Regions from separate parts of the Sus scrofa genome. Here all the other regions are linked to region 2. Evidence: chromatin contacts called from public Hi-C and promoter capture Hi-C data. All regions are on one chromosome and are shown on one strand. The core of a region is the stretch at or near the end of the contact, and the rest is flanking DNA. Distances in the headings are between cores, read along the strand shown. Region 1 holds the start of CUL3 (cullin-3). Region 2 holds the start of MOGAT1 (2-acylglycerol O-acyltransferase 1). Region 3 holds the start of MRPL44 (mitochondrial ribosomal protein L44).

Region 1 (3,624 bases), core at 496-2,995, 1.7 Mb after region 2:
TTTAAATCTAAAGAATTTTCAGAGAGGTCCTCAACCTCCCTGGGTCAATTTCTTACCAAACTAGGACATTTATATGAATAAATCTTTCCCCATTGCAAACTACACTTTAGAAAAAAGCATGCTTTGAAAAGTTAAGTACAGACCCTCTCTTTCCCCCCCTCACAGGATATGTGTTTGTGATTCTAAGACAGGAAACCCAACATCTTTCTCTAGTTTCACTGTTTTAAAATCTTCTGCTCAACTGCTAGCTTGTCTATCTTGACGTGTATCTGTTACTGTAGCGACATGAGCAAGTATGTCCAGTTTCTCTGTTCCAACTGCACATTTTAATTGCTTGCCATTGGCTATCTGAATCAGATACGACATCCAAAGTTATACCCTATATACTAAACACCGCAAGCGTATGACTCAACGTAATGCTAAAAAAGAAAAAGTTTCTGAACAGAATACGTTTGCTGTCACTAAAACCTAAAGCAAAGCAACTCGGAGTGATGACTACTCATTCTTTTGGGCTTCCACGGCCAAGAAATGGAGAACCAATTGTCCAATTTGATTTCTCTTGTCTCCTCTTGAGTGGCAAGGCAATTCCTGCACAAGTTTGTAAAGTGCTTTGGAAGCTTGTGGATGAAAGACGTTATAAACACACCCGATGTTATTAGTACATTACTACGGAGCATTACGTGGAAAGGCTGTCACTGCGTCGGGGGTAGGTTGAAGGCATAGCCCTTCCTGAAGAGGGGAGGAAAAGGAGAGGACAGCCCCCTTCACCATCCGAAACGTTTGGCTGGCCATCTTTTAGGTTGGGTTATTTTTTAAACCGCAGCGAAACCCCACGTGAAAAGTTACACACACGCCCCATACGAGGAGGACTTCCACAGTCCTCATCCCTGCAGGGCCGGGGGTCCCGGGAACCGAGGAGCGGAATGCTAGGGGTTGGGCCTACACCCCAGGAACGTGGACGGGGGTGCTGGGACCGGCGAAGGGGCCCCAGCCGCAGCCGACGCCCGCGGGGCCCCAGGAGGCGCAGCTCCGGGGCGGGGGCGCGGCGCCGGACAGGGGCGCGGGGCGCGGGGAACGGCCCGGGAGGCTGCCGCGCTGGAGCCCCGCGCAGCCCGGTTGCCTGGAAGGCTCGCGCCCCGCGGCCGGCGGCGTGGGGGAGGGGAGGCCGGGCCTGCGGCCTGTTGGGGGAGTTCAGCCCGGGCCTCGCGTGCGGCTTTCGGCCGGGCCCCCGGCCCCGGGGTCCCAGGCGGCGAGAAGCGACTCACCGGAAAGGCCCGGATCCGCATCTTGGTGTCCTTCCGGCTGCCCGTGCCTTTGCTCAGATTCGACATGGTGCTCGTCCCCTCCCCGGCGGCGGCTTCGGGTCGCACTCCGAGGCGCCGGTGTCACATTTAAGGCGGGCGGGCAGGCGAGGGGCGACGCTGGGGGCGGCGGCGGCGGCCCCCGGGCTGGGCTGGAGAGCTGGCCGGCCCCTGGGCGGCCGCGGCGGGGGCGGCGGCGGCTCGGGCTCCGGCGGCTCGGGCTTGGCTGGGGGGCTGCGCTGGCGGGGCGGCTCCGCGGGGTCCTCCTCTCGACCGGCTCGGCTCCCTTTATCGCGCTCCTCCGCGATGGCGGCGGCGGCGGCGACGGACAAACATCTCACTGCGCAGGCCGAACGTCCTCCTCCTCCTCCTTCTCCTCCTCCGCCTCAGCGAGACGAGATCCGGCCCAGAGGGTGGAGGGGGGAGGAGGGAGGGAGGAGAGCCGGAGAGTGGAGAGATTGGGGGAAGGGGGGGTGGGAGGACGGGAGGGGGAAGCGGGCGGCCGCGGCGGGGACGCTCAGATCTCGCGAGAAGAGGGCGAGCGCGCTGCCCTGGGTGGGGCGGGGCGAAGCCTGGAAGCGGGAGGGGGCAACGGGAGGGGAAGAGAGGAATAGGGAGTTGGGGAAGTGGGAGGGGCCAGCGGGGCGGGGAGGTGGGAAAGGGGCGGGACCGAGGGCGGGAGGAGTAAGCTGACTTTTTGAAAGGGGAGCGTTGGAGACCGGATCCTGGGCGGAGGTGACTGCTGATTGGTGGAGTGCGGAGCCGGTGGGGGTCCTGTTCACGTGGACGGAGTGGGCGGGGGAAGTTCCGAGAGCCGGAGCAGGACTGTAGTAGGCTGGGGTTCCGCTGGGCTGGGCCCGGCGGCGCTGCGATGGGCTGGGGTGGGCCGGGCCGGGCCGGGCCGAGCTAGGGCGGGCGGCGGGTAGTCTCGGGGAGGAGTATGGGGTGCTAGCTGGATAACCACGTCCTAGAACTGGTTCCTGTGTTTTTCTAGGGCAGGTGTACTAGGGATGGGTACTTGAGCAGAAGCCAGAAAGTTGAAAGAATAGTTGTGTAGGAGTTACCTGCAGTGGCAGAAATTAGGGTCCTGTATGCCTAACAAGGTATTCGGATTGGATATGCACACCCCAGCTGTCAGGATTCAGAAGTGGAGATTTTAATCCACAGATTTTCCTTAAACTGCAGAAGTTCTTGATTCACTGATATTTTCTGAGGGACCCAGGACTTACTAGTGTCAATATTTCTTTTTCTTTACCGTTGAAGTAAAATGACAGCTCCCTTAATGGAGTGCACTATTTTGGTAAATGGATGATAGAAACCTATCTTTAATCTGACAAATCATTTTTATCGTTATGAGAGTGCCATAGGTTTTGAAAGCCAAAATTTTTTGTCTTTGATTCCAGTTTGCTGATAATTTGGGGCAAAACTTTTTGGCATTGTGGTCAAAAAGTTTAGTTTGATTTATCAGTTTTGCTTTGCATTTACTACGAATTTTATTTCCTAACTTAACTCTTTGCTCAGTCGATGTGGTATTTGAATTTCTGACTCTGCAGAGGAATGTGTGAATGCCCACTAAAGTTTGTGATCTCACGTTAAATAAGAACTTATTGCTGAGATGGGTATCTACATTTGGAAGCTGCAGTATTAATACTTTCAAACTTATTTTTAATGCCTTTTTAAACAGCTGGAGTTCAGTACTTTTGTAGTATTTGGAAGCTGGGGTTTTTTATACTTTTAAAAAAATAAGTGAGCTGAAATATACCTTTTGATTGTTCACTATAAGGTTGAATTTGCCCTAATTACTTTAATCCTGATCTCTAGATTTAGTTATCAGAAAGTATTGTGCTTTACCCCCTTCTTAGTTGAAATGCCCCCATTGGAAACATAATATTTTTTGTTTTGTTTTCTGGTATTGCTAATAAAACAGAGCTTAAGAAACAAGGATGTTGCTTAAAGCAATATCTATGTAAATACTGAAGCTAAAAATAGGTCAAGAATTTTGTCCATAAGGTAAGATTGGGAGGGGCTCTGATTTAAAGGTAAGATACTGTGAGTCTTGGGTAGGTGTTTATAATCTCTATGCTGATTGAACCTGCATTTCCATAATCACTAAACTGTATTAACAACCAATGTTTTGTGTTGGTCATAGTGCTCTATGGCCACTTTCTCTGTAATATAAGAATATATGCTCCAGGGCCATCTCTGCCACTTTTTTTTTTTTTAATGTATATGTCTTTTGGGGCAAGGATTGAACTATTTGTGTCTGGAGTTTCTCATCTGTAAAATGGGGATGAAAATAATACTTCCCCTGAGTTCCTCTGGT
Region 2 (4,137 bases), core at 953-3,452:
AGACAAACCAGTGTATTATGCATTAGAAGGCTCAGTAGCTATAGCTGGTGCTGTTGTTCGCTGGCTAAGAGACAATCTTGGAATTATAAAGACCTCAGAGGAAATTGAAAAACTTGCTAAAGAAGTAGGTACTTCTTATGGCTGTTATTTTGTCCCAGCCTTTTCAGGGCTATATGCACCTTACTGGGAGCCCAGTGCAAGAGGGATCATCTGTGGGCTCACTCAATTCACCAATAAATGCCATATTGCTTTTGCTGCGTTAGAAGCTGTTTGTTTCCAAACCCGAGAGATTTTGGATGCCATGAACCGTGACTGTGGAATTCCACTCAGCCATTTGCAGGTAGATGGGGGAATGACCAACAACAAAATTCTTATGCAGCTACAAGCAGACATTCTGTATATCCCAGTAGTGAAGCCCTCAATGCCAGAAACAACCGCCTTGGGAGCTGCCATGGCAGCAGGGGCTGCAGAAGGAGTTGGCGTTTGGAGTCTCAAACCTGAGGATTTATCAGCTGTCACGATGGAGCGGTTTGAACCTCAGATCAATGCTAAAGAAAGTGAAATTCGTTATTCCACATGGAAGAAAGCTGTGAAGAAGTCCATGGGTTGGGTTACAACTCAGTATCCAGAAAATGGTGACCCTAGTATCTTCAGTAGCCTACCCTTGGGCTTTTTTATAGTGAGTAGTATGGTAATGTTAATTGGAGCAAGGTACCTCTCAGGCGTGGCATAAATAATACCAATTCATGGATTCCAAAGATGCAGGCTCTTTACGCAGTGGGAAAATCCAGAAGTTCTGTCTTTTAATGTGATGACACTATTCAAAGACTCTGATTTTATTTATGAGCCACTTGCTGCATGACCCTCCAGGTAGACCTGCGGCTTGAAATAAAGAAAATGCGGCAGAAAAAAAAAAGTGATTTCTCAATTAGGAAAAAGTCAGCAAATTTTGCACACAAAAAGTCACAACTCGCCCTGAACTACCCAGGCAATTGTTTTAATCTAACTTTCTATTAAAATGTTGAAGTAAAAAGGGGCACGGTGGGGGGATGGGTAGTCAGCTCTGTTGTGTTGCTAGAGGGAATCTGAAACAGATTCCCTCTAGCAATGATCTGACAGCTCCCTGCCACTTGGTATTGGTCAACTATGCAGTAAGTAAGATTTCTAAAGAAAATGTAGTGGGTGCTCACAGAATGAGGCACAATTTAGGATCTGTTTAACACATCATAATTGAAATTTTTCAGTGGCAAGTCTTTAAGGTAAAAGACTTGAACCCTAAACACAACTTGCAAGGATCTGGTTGCTTACCACCATTTTTGCCTCATCTCCCTCCCATTTCTTCCTTGTTCCCTGAACTCCCATTATATTGGTCTTCTTTGAGCTTCAGCCACAGGACCTTTGCACATGTGCCTCCCCTTTCTCGGACTAGATTAACTATTACAATTAAAGTGTAGCTTCTTCAGTAACCCTTCAGTCTAAGTCCTACAACCTTCCCGTTCATTCATAGAAGGGTTTCATTTTGCAATTACACACCCAATTGTGTGGTTATTTTTCTTATGTTTGTCTTGTCCCCATAATTTGTGCTCTCTGAGAGCAAAATCAATGAATGGCTTGGTTACTGGGTGTATCTCTAGAGCCCAGAATGATCCCGGGCTCGTGGGAGACAGTAAGTGTCCTTCGAATGAATAAGTGAAAGGTTTCCAGGATTCGTGTAGGAATCTGAGACACAAAACCGAGGAAGCCCCAGAGTTTGAGGGTGGGGTGGAGAACAGAGACCAATAAACAGATGGGTACCATCCTGTGCTTCCTCCATCTGGCGGGAGATCCCTGAACAAACCCTTTCCTAGCTGCAGACTTTTGGAGGAAGAGGTGGGTTTAAGGGCGGATGCTGAAGCTGAGCACACAGTAATCGATCAGCTGAACAATTGTCAGAGCCGGGTGGAGATCCCAGTTCTCTGGCGAGGTTGCAGGAACCTGCGTTGCCGGGTTGGGGCAGGCTGCCAGCTGACCCCGCTCTCTGTCTCCTGTGCCCAGCGCGGCACGCTCTCGCCAGCGCCTGGGCGCGCCAGCCAATGCGTCCCAGGCGCCGCAGCTGCTCCCCCGCCTCGGCGCGTGTGATTGGCGGCCCCCAGCCTCAGCTCCGGCGCGCCCTCCCACCCGAGACCAAGTCCAGTCCGCGCCCACTCCCGAGTCGCCGCAGACGCCGCCGTCTCCTCTGCGCCTCGGTGCCCCACACCGGGCGGGAAGGCCGCGCACACCCCGGAGTCGCCACAAAACAGCAAGGTCCCAGGCGGCCGCGCTCGGAGCCATTCTCGCCTCGGCCGGGCCATGAAGGTCGAGTTTGCGCCGCTCAACATCCCGCTGGCGCGGCGGCTGCAGACCGCGGCGGTGCTGCAGTGGGTCCTGTCTTTCCTGCTGCTCGGTAAGGACGCCCGGGCGCTCAAGATCCAGGCAGAACTCCGCGGTGCATGGGGCTCGGTCTCCTTCCCGGACAGTCCTTGTCCACCCATCCAAGGACGGACTTAGAACCGCCAACTATTTTCCCTTGTTAGAGCAGGCAGGTCACTGAGAGCGTTTGTAGCGAACTTGGGACTCCTCTTCGATTCATTTTTCCACGTGAACCTCGTAGCAAACGACTGTTTGCCAACTTTATTTTACTTTGTGCTGTTTTTTAAAATTGAGGTGTACCGTCCCCACAATAAAAGGTACAGATTGTAAGTACACAGCTCGATGAGTTTTGACAAATTATGCATCTTAATGTAATCACTACCCCATCGAGCTGTAGGACATCTCGCTTAAGCCCCTCAAAAGTGCATAAACTCGTTTCTCGGGTTTTCGATTCATAAATGGAAAAACAATGCCCAAGTATTTAAAACCTGATTCCTTCCTTCTCCCCCCACCCCCGCGTGACAGATACCCGTGTAAGCTTTTACGGGCTTAAGATTTTCCGGATGCAGAAAGGTACCTTGCTGTAAAGACTGCACCACACATTGGGTTGGGTTGGGGGGCCTCTGTCAATAATTCGACTCAGCAGTGTGTTCTAGGCGGTTCCCAGTTAAGCCCCCAGAGAAACACGGGCGCCGGTCATGATTTGGGGCGGGAGGGGTTTACCTGAGCGCTTTTTCTCTTGATGTTTGTTCTGCTCTTGGAATAAAGTGGTGGGGGGATTCCCGCCCTGGCAAAGGGGTATCGGCTGCGTCTTGGGAGCGCTGGGACATAGGTTCGACACCCTGCCCCCCGCACAGTAAGTTAAAGATCCTTCGTTGCCATAGCTGTGGCTTTGGTCGCAGCTACGGCTCGGATTTGATCCCTGGCCCGGGACTCTCTATGCCGCGGGGCGGCCAAAAAAGAAGAAAAAGGCTGGGGGAAACCAGGGGAAGGTGTGAGAGGAGAGGACAGGATTTATTGGGAACTTAAACTCTTCGGAAGGCTAAAGTATTAGATCTTGGGTTGTACACTGTTGAGGCCACAATAATAGCGATAATGAAGTCATTGCACTGCGGAGATTCTCAACCCTGGTTGCACAGTAAAATCACTGGAGGAGTTTCTAAAGAAAAGGAGGTCCTAGCTCTCTCCCTAGAATTTCAAATTCATTTGTTTCAGAATGGAACCTGCACATCAGGATTTTTTCTTTTTTAAACAAACTCTCCAAGAGAGTACCATGCAGCCAGATTTTCCTGAAAAACAGAATTCAAAGCATTAACTCATTAAGTCCTCAGAGGCCAACCTGTGAGACAGGGTTGTTAGAGTTATACTTTGTTTTACCCTAGGCCAAAGGACCATCAAGATAATAACAGGTATACTTGTTAAGGGTCAAAGGACAATGAAGATAATAATAGCTACTCTTTCCAACAAGAGTTTAGTTTGTACCAGGCACTATTCTAAGCACTAAACACTTTAACCATGCAATCTTCACAGCCATTTGAGGTAGGACTGTGCCTTCCTGCATTCACTGTGCAGATGAGGGAACTAAGAGGTGAAGTGAATTGTTCAAGGTCACACAGTTAGCAGGAGGTAGAGGAACTGTGTGCAAACCCAAATATTCTACCCAGAGTTGCTGCTTTAACCACAGCGCTGTCTGATTTAATGTCTAGAACCTGAACACTGACTTTCTCACTCATCTGTCAGCACATCTCT
Region 3 (3,707 bases), core at 743-3,242, 1.2 Mb after region 2:
CAGCTGCTAACATTGGAAATTCTTCCTCTTTTTTTTTTTTTGCCTTTTTTTAGGGCCATACCCTTGGCATATGGAAGTTCCCAGGCTAGGGGTCAAATCCGAGCTGTGGCTGCCAGCCTACACCACAGTCACAGCAATCCTGGATCTGAGCTGCATCTGCAACCTATGCCATAGCTCATGGCAATGCCAGATCCTTGACCCACTGAGCTAGATCAGGGATTGAACCTGTGTCCTCATGGATACTAGTCTGGTTCATTTCCACTGAGCCACAATGGGAACTCCCAACATTGAAAATCCTTGACCTAAGTAGTAACATGCTTGGGTCTGTGTTTCATCTGGGATATGAATGTAGGTGAGATGTGTCCAAGAAAGAGAGTATAAGACACATTACTTTGGAAGCTAATTACAACAACCTGGGAGGGAGGTAGGCTAGCCATCAGGTAGCTGCTTTGGAAATAAACTGAAAAAGAACTTGACAACTGGACAAAAGATTGGAAATAGGAACCACTGAAGACATAAGAACCCAATCTGGGTGTCTATATCGGGGCAAAGAAAACACAGAAGAGTGTCCTTTTGAATGTCCAGATGTTCAGTAGGCAACTCAAAACTAGGAATTCAGACAAGTCTTCCTTTGTGCATTAACGTTAGGTATTTTTTAAAAATCACAGTAAGGTTAGTGGGAAAGCAATATAATCATATTGCTATAGAATGAAAGAAAAAAGACCTATAAGTCCACTGTTATTTATTTATTTATTTATTTTATTTATTTATTGGTCTTTTGTCTTTTTAGGGCTACACCCATAGATATGGAGGTTTCCAGGCTAGGGGTCTAATTGGAATTACAGCCGCCAGCCTACACTACAGCCACGGCAATGCTGGATCCAAGCCTCATCTGTGACCTAAACCACAGCTCACAGCAAGCCAGATCCTTAACCCACTGGGCGAGGCCAGGAATCAAACCCAGAACCTCATGGTTCCTAGTCTGATTCGTTTCCGCTGTGCCATGATGGGAACTCCTATTTTTTTTTTAATCCAATGATTTTTCCCCCCATTATAGCTGGTTTACAGTGTTCTGTCAATTTTCTACTGTACAGCGAGGTGACCCAGTCACACATACACATTCCTTTTTCTCACATTATCATGCTCTATCATAAGTGACTAGATATAGTTCTCAGGGCTATACAGCAGGATCTCATTGCTTATCCATTCCAAAGGCAATAGTTTGCATCTATTAACCCCAAATTTCCAGTCCATCCCACTTCCTTTCTTTGATTAATAAAAACTGGTACTGTTAGATTTTTTTTTTAAGTAACAATTTTAATTTGGGTAAGTCAGTATCTCTTATTCTAGGTCTCTTGAAAGAAAGGCTTTTGGAGATATGCCAGGTAAATATTTGCACATAAACAGTGTTTCGCTTGATGGTCTGGAACTCTAAATAATATGTTGCTAAGAAGTGTTTCCTCCCTTTTGAGAATGTGTTTTCTTTTTCTTTTCTTTTTTTTTTTTTTTTTTATTTTCCCACTGTACAACAAGGGGGTCAGGTTATCCTTACATGTATACATTACAATTGCGTTTTTTCCCCCACTCTTTGTTCTATTGCAACATGAGTATCTAGACATAGTTCTCAATACTATTCAGCAGGATCTCCTTGTAAATCTATTCTAAGTTGTGTCTGATAAGTGAGAATGTGTTTTCTTTAAACGTGAATCTGTTCTTCTGTTTTACATTAATGAAAGGAAGGAACGAGAGCAACCAACAAAACGAAGCAACTTCGAGAAATTTCTGGATCCAAACGGACCTCAAACCAAGTTCACCAGAGTAAAAACCAGGTGAGCAAACAAACCAACCCCACAGAGTGTGCATGCGCAGTAAAACAGCCTCGGCTGTCTGCTGCCCCGCTCTGGCTCCGCTCCACCTTCGCTTTCCACCACCAGTTCCGGGGGGGACGGTGTTACCGGGGACACTGATCCGGCTCTTTTCCTTCCGCCCTCCATTGCTCTCTCCCCTGCGATGGCATCCGGGCTGGTGAGGCTGCTGCAGTGGGGACCTCGCCGCCTCCTGGCACCGGCCGCCCCGACTCTCGCCCCGCCAGTTCGGGGAGCAAAGAAGGGCTTCCGCGCCGCCTACCGCTTCCAGAAGGAGTTGGAGCGGTGGCGCCTCCTCAGGTGCCCTCCGCCGCCCGTGCGCCGGTAGGAGTCGTCTAGGGAAGGGGTCAGGGTGGCTGTCGAGGACCCGGCGAGGTCTCCTCTGCGGCCTCGGCCGGGCGGCGGCGCGGGTTGCTCGTCGTTAGTGCGCCCCTGGCTGGCGACGAGGAGTTTGTGCGGTGGAGGCACCCGCGGGACGGACATGAGTGGCCCGAGGCAAGGGAATGGATTTCTGCCGAGGGGTTCCGACACTTCGGAGCTCCCACTTAGAATCCTGTCAAGTGAGAGTTACGAGAAATAAGGCCGGCTGGGTCACCTTCATCTGGGCTTGGGTGCTGTGGCCCCTGTTTTGTCTTGCCTGAGACTTCTTCGGGATTTGGGGCAAGGAAAAAGATTAAGTGTACAGTCACAAGTCCACTGTCCAGAGTAAAAGGAAAACGGTTTGACGTCTGGTTTTTGCCTTGATTAACCTTGCTCCAGTAGTAGAAGTTCTCGTAGAAAGAGATGCAGATCTTTATAGCTACCCCCCCCCGCCCCCCCAAAAGATCCTATTAGACATGAGGTTTTGCATCTTTTTCTCTTTAATAATGTATCTCTGACACGTAGTTGTGGTCGTATAGGTAAATGAACCTCACTCTTTTATGGCTCCATTTATGGGTGTTCGAATTCCATGTTACTGCTGTCACCACTGATGTAACAGTGAATAGCTTTGAAGTTATTACTCCTTTGGAAATTTAGTATGAAATTTTGATAGGTACTTTAATATTGCCCTCCCCTCTAAAAAAAGTTGATCTGGTTTACATACCTAATTTAGGAATATATGTGATCATAGTTCTGTACTCTTTAAAAGTTCTTTCAAAAACAAAATACTAAGTTCTTTTCCTAAAAAGAATAACAAAATAGTGTTTCTTAGTTCGCATTTCTTTGATTATTGTTGAGATTAGGCTTTTGGAGTTGGAAGAAACTTTACAGATTATATACATTTTGATTTATAATCCAGATCTTTATAGTTTGTTGCCATTTTTTACTTAAAAGAGTTTTCTTTAAGACCTTTTAGTCACTCTTGAGAATGATTATGAACTTTTAACATACTTATAATATTGATACTAGTTTATTTAATTGCTCATTTAAATGGATGCTATCAAAACTTAAATCAGTAAAATACTGGGTAAATAAAATGTGCTTACTGTTTATGGCTTGAACCTATGAAATTATACTTTGTATTTCATGTCTAAGTATAAAGTAGGTCTGTGGTTAGAGCAGAAATAAAGAACCCAAAAGTTAGGATAATGTTTTAGTCTTTGATACTGAAAAACCGTTTCGATGTGGCGGTTGATTTAGGGAAAATTAATCCGGCAAAGAACCACAAATAATCTTCGGACTTGAGTTTTAATTTTCAGAAAATCAGAGTCTGGAATTAAAATGAAAGTCAGTCTTTTAAAATTTCCTTTATATAATGAATAAAATTGCATCACAGTGAAAAATGTTTGCGTCATAATAGCATCTTGTTCTCTTTACCTACTTTTTCTGTCTTCTGTTTTACATTTTCAGTTCAGAGAAGCC

What was found. Promoter capture Hi-C pulls out the DNA fragments that hold promoters and counts their contacts. A called contact is a pair of places that touch in the nucleus more often than the background predicts.
Region 1: a contact with region 2 is called in a Hi-C map of liver, with 4 times the contacts expected there. The contact joins the promoter of CUL3 here to the promoter of MOGAT1 in region 2. A contact is called at or near these places in 1 of 5 promoter capture datasets (liver) and 1 of 47 Hi-C or Micro-C datasets (liver).
Region 3: a contact with region 2 is called in a promoter capture Hi-C map of liver, with 6 times the contacts expected there. The contact joins the promoter of MRPL44 here to the promoter of MOGAT1 in region 2. A contact is called at or near these places in 1 of 5 promoter capture datasets (liver) and 1 of 2 datasets of contacts at active chromatin or transcription factors (skeletal muscle).

Annotation. Positions count from the first base shown.
Region 1 is chr15:126,285,403-126,289,026 of Sscrofa11.1, forward strand. CUL3 (cullin-3) reads right to left here and starts at 1,746. Exons shown (of 16, transcript XM_021075736.1): 1 at 1,266-1,746. The coding sequence starts at 1,331. It overlaps LOC102163217 (a long non-coding RNA gene), which reads left to right and starts at 1,991. Exons shown (of 4, transcript XR_002339139.1): 1 at 1,991-2,036.
Region 2 is chr15:124,566,247-124,570,383 of Sscrofa11.1, forward strand. It overlaps MOGAT1 (2-acylglycerol O-acyltransferase 1), which reads left to right and starts at 2,203. Exons shown (of 8, transcript XM_003133676.4): 1 at 2,203-2,422. The coding sequence starts at 2,329. It also overlaps the pseudogene LOC100523928.
Region 3 is chr15:125,730,427-125,734,133 of Sscrofa11.1, forward strand. MRPL44 (mitochondrial ribosomal protein L44) reads left to right here and starts at 1,993. Exons shown (of 4, transcript NM_001243405.1): 1 at 1,993-2,189; 2 at 3,696-3,707. The coding sequence starts at 2,011.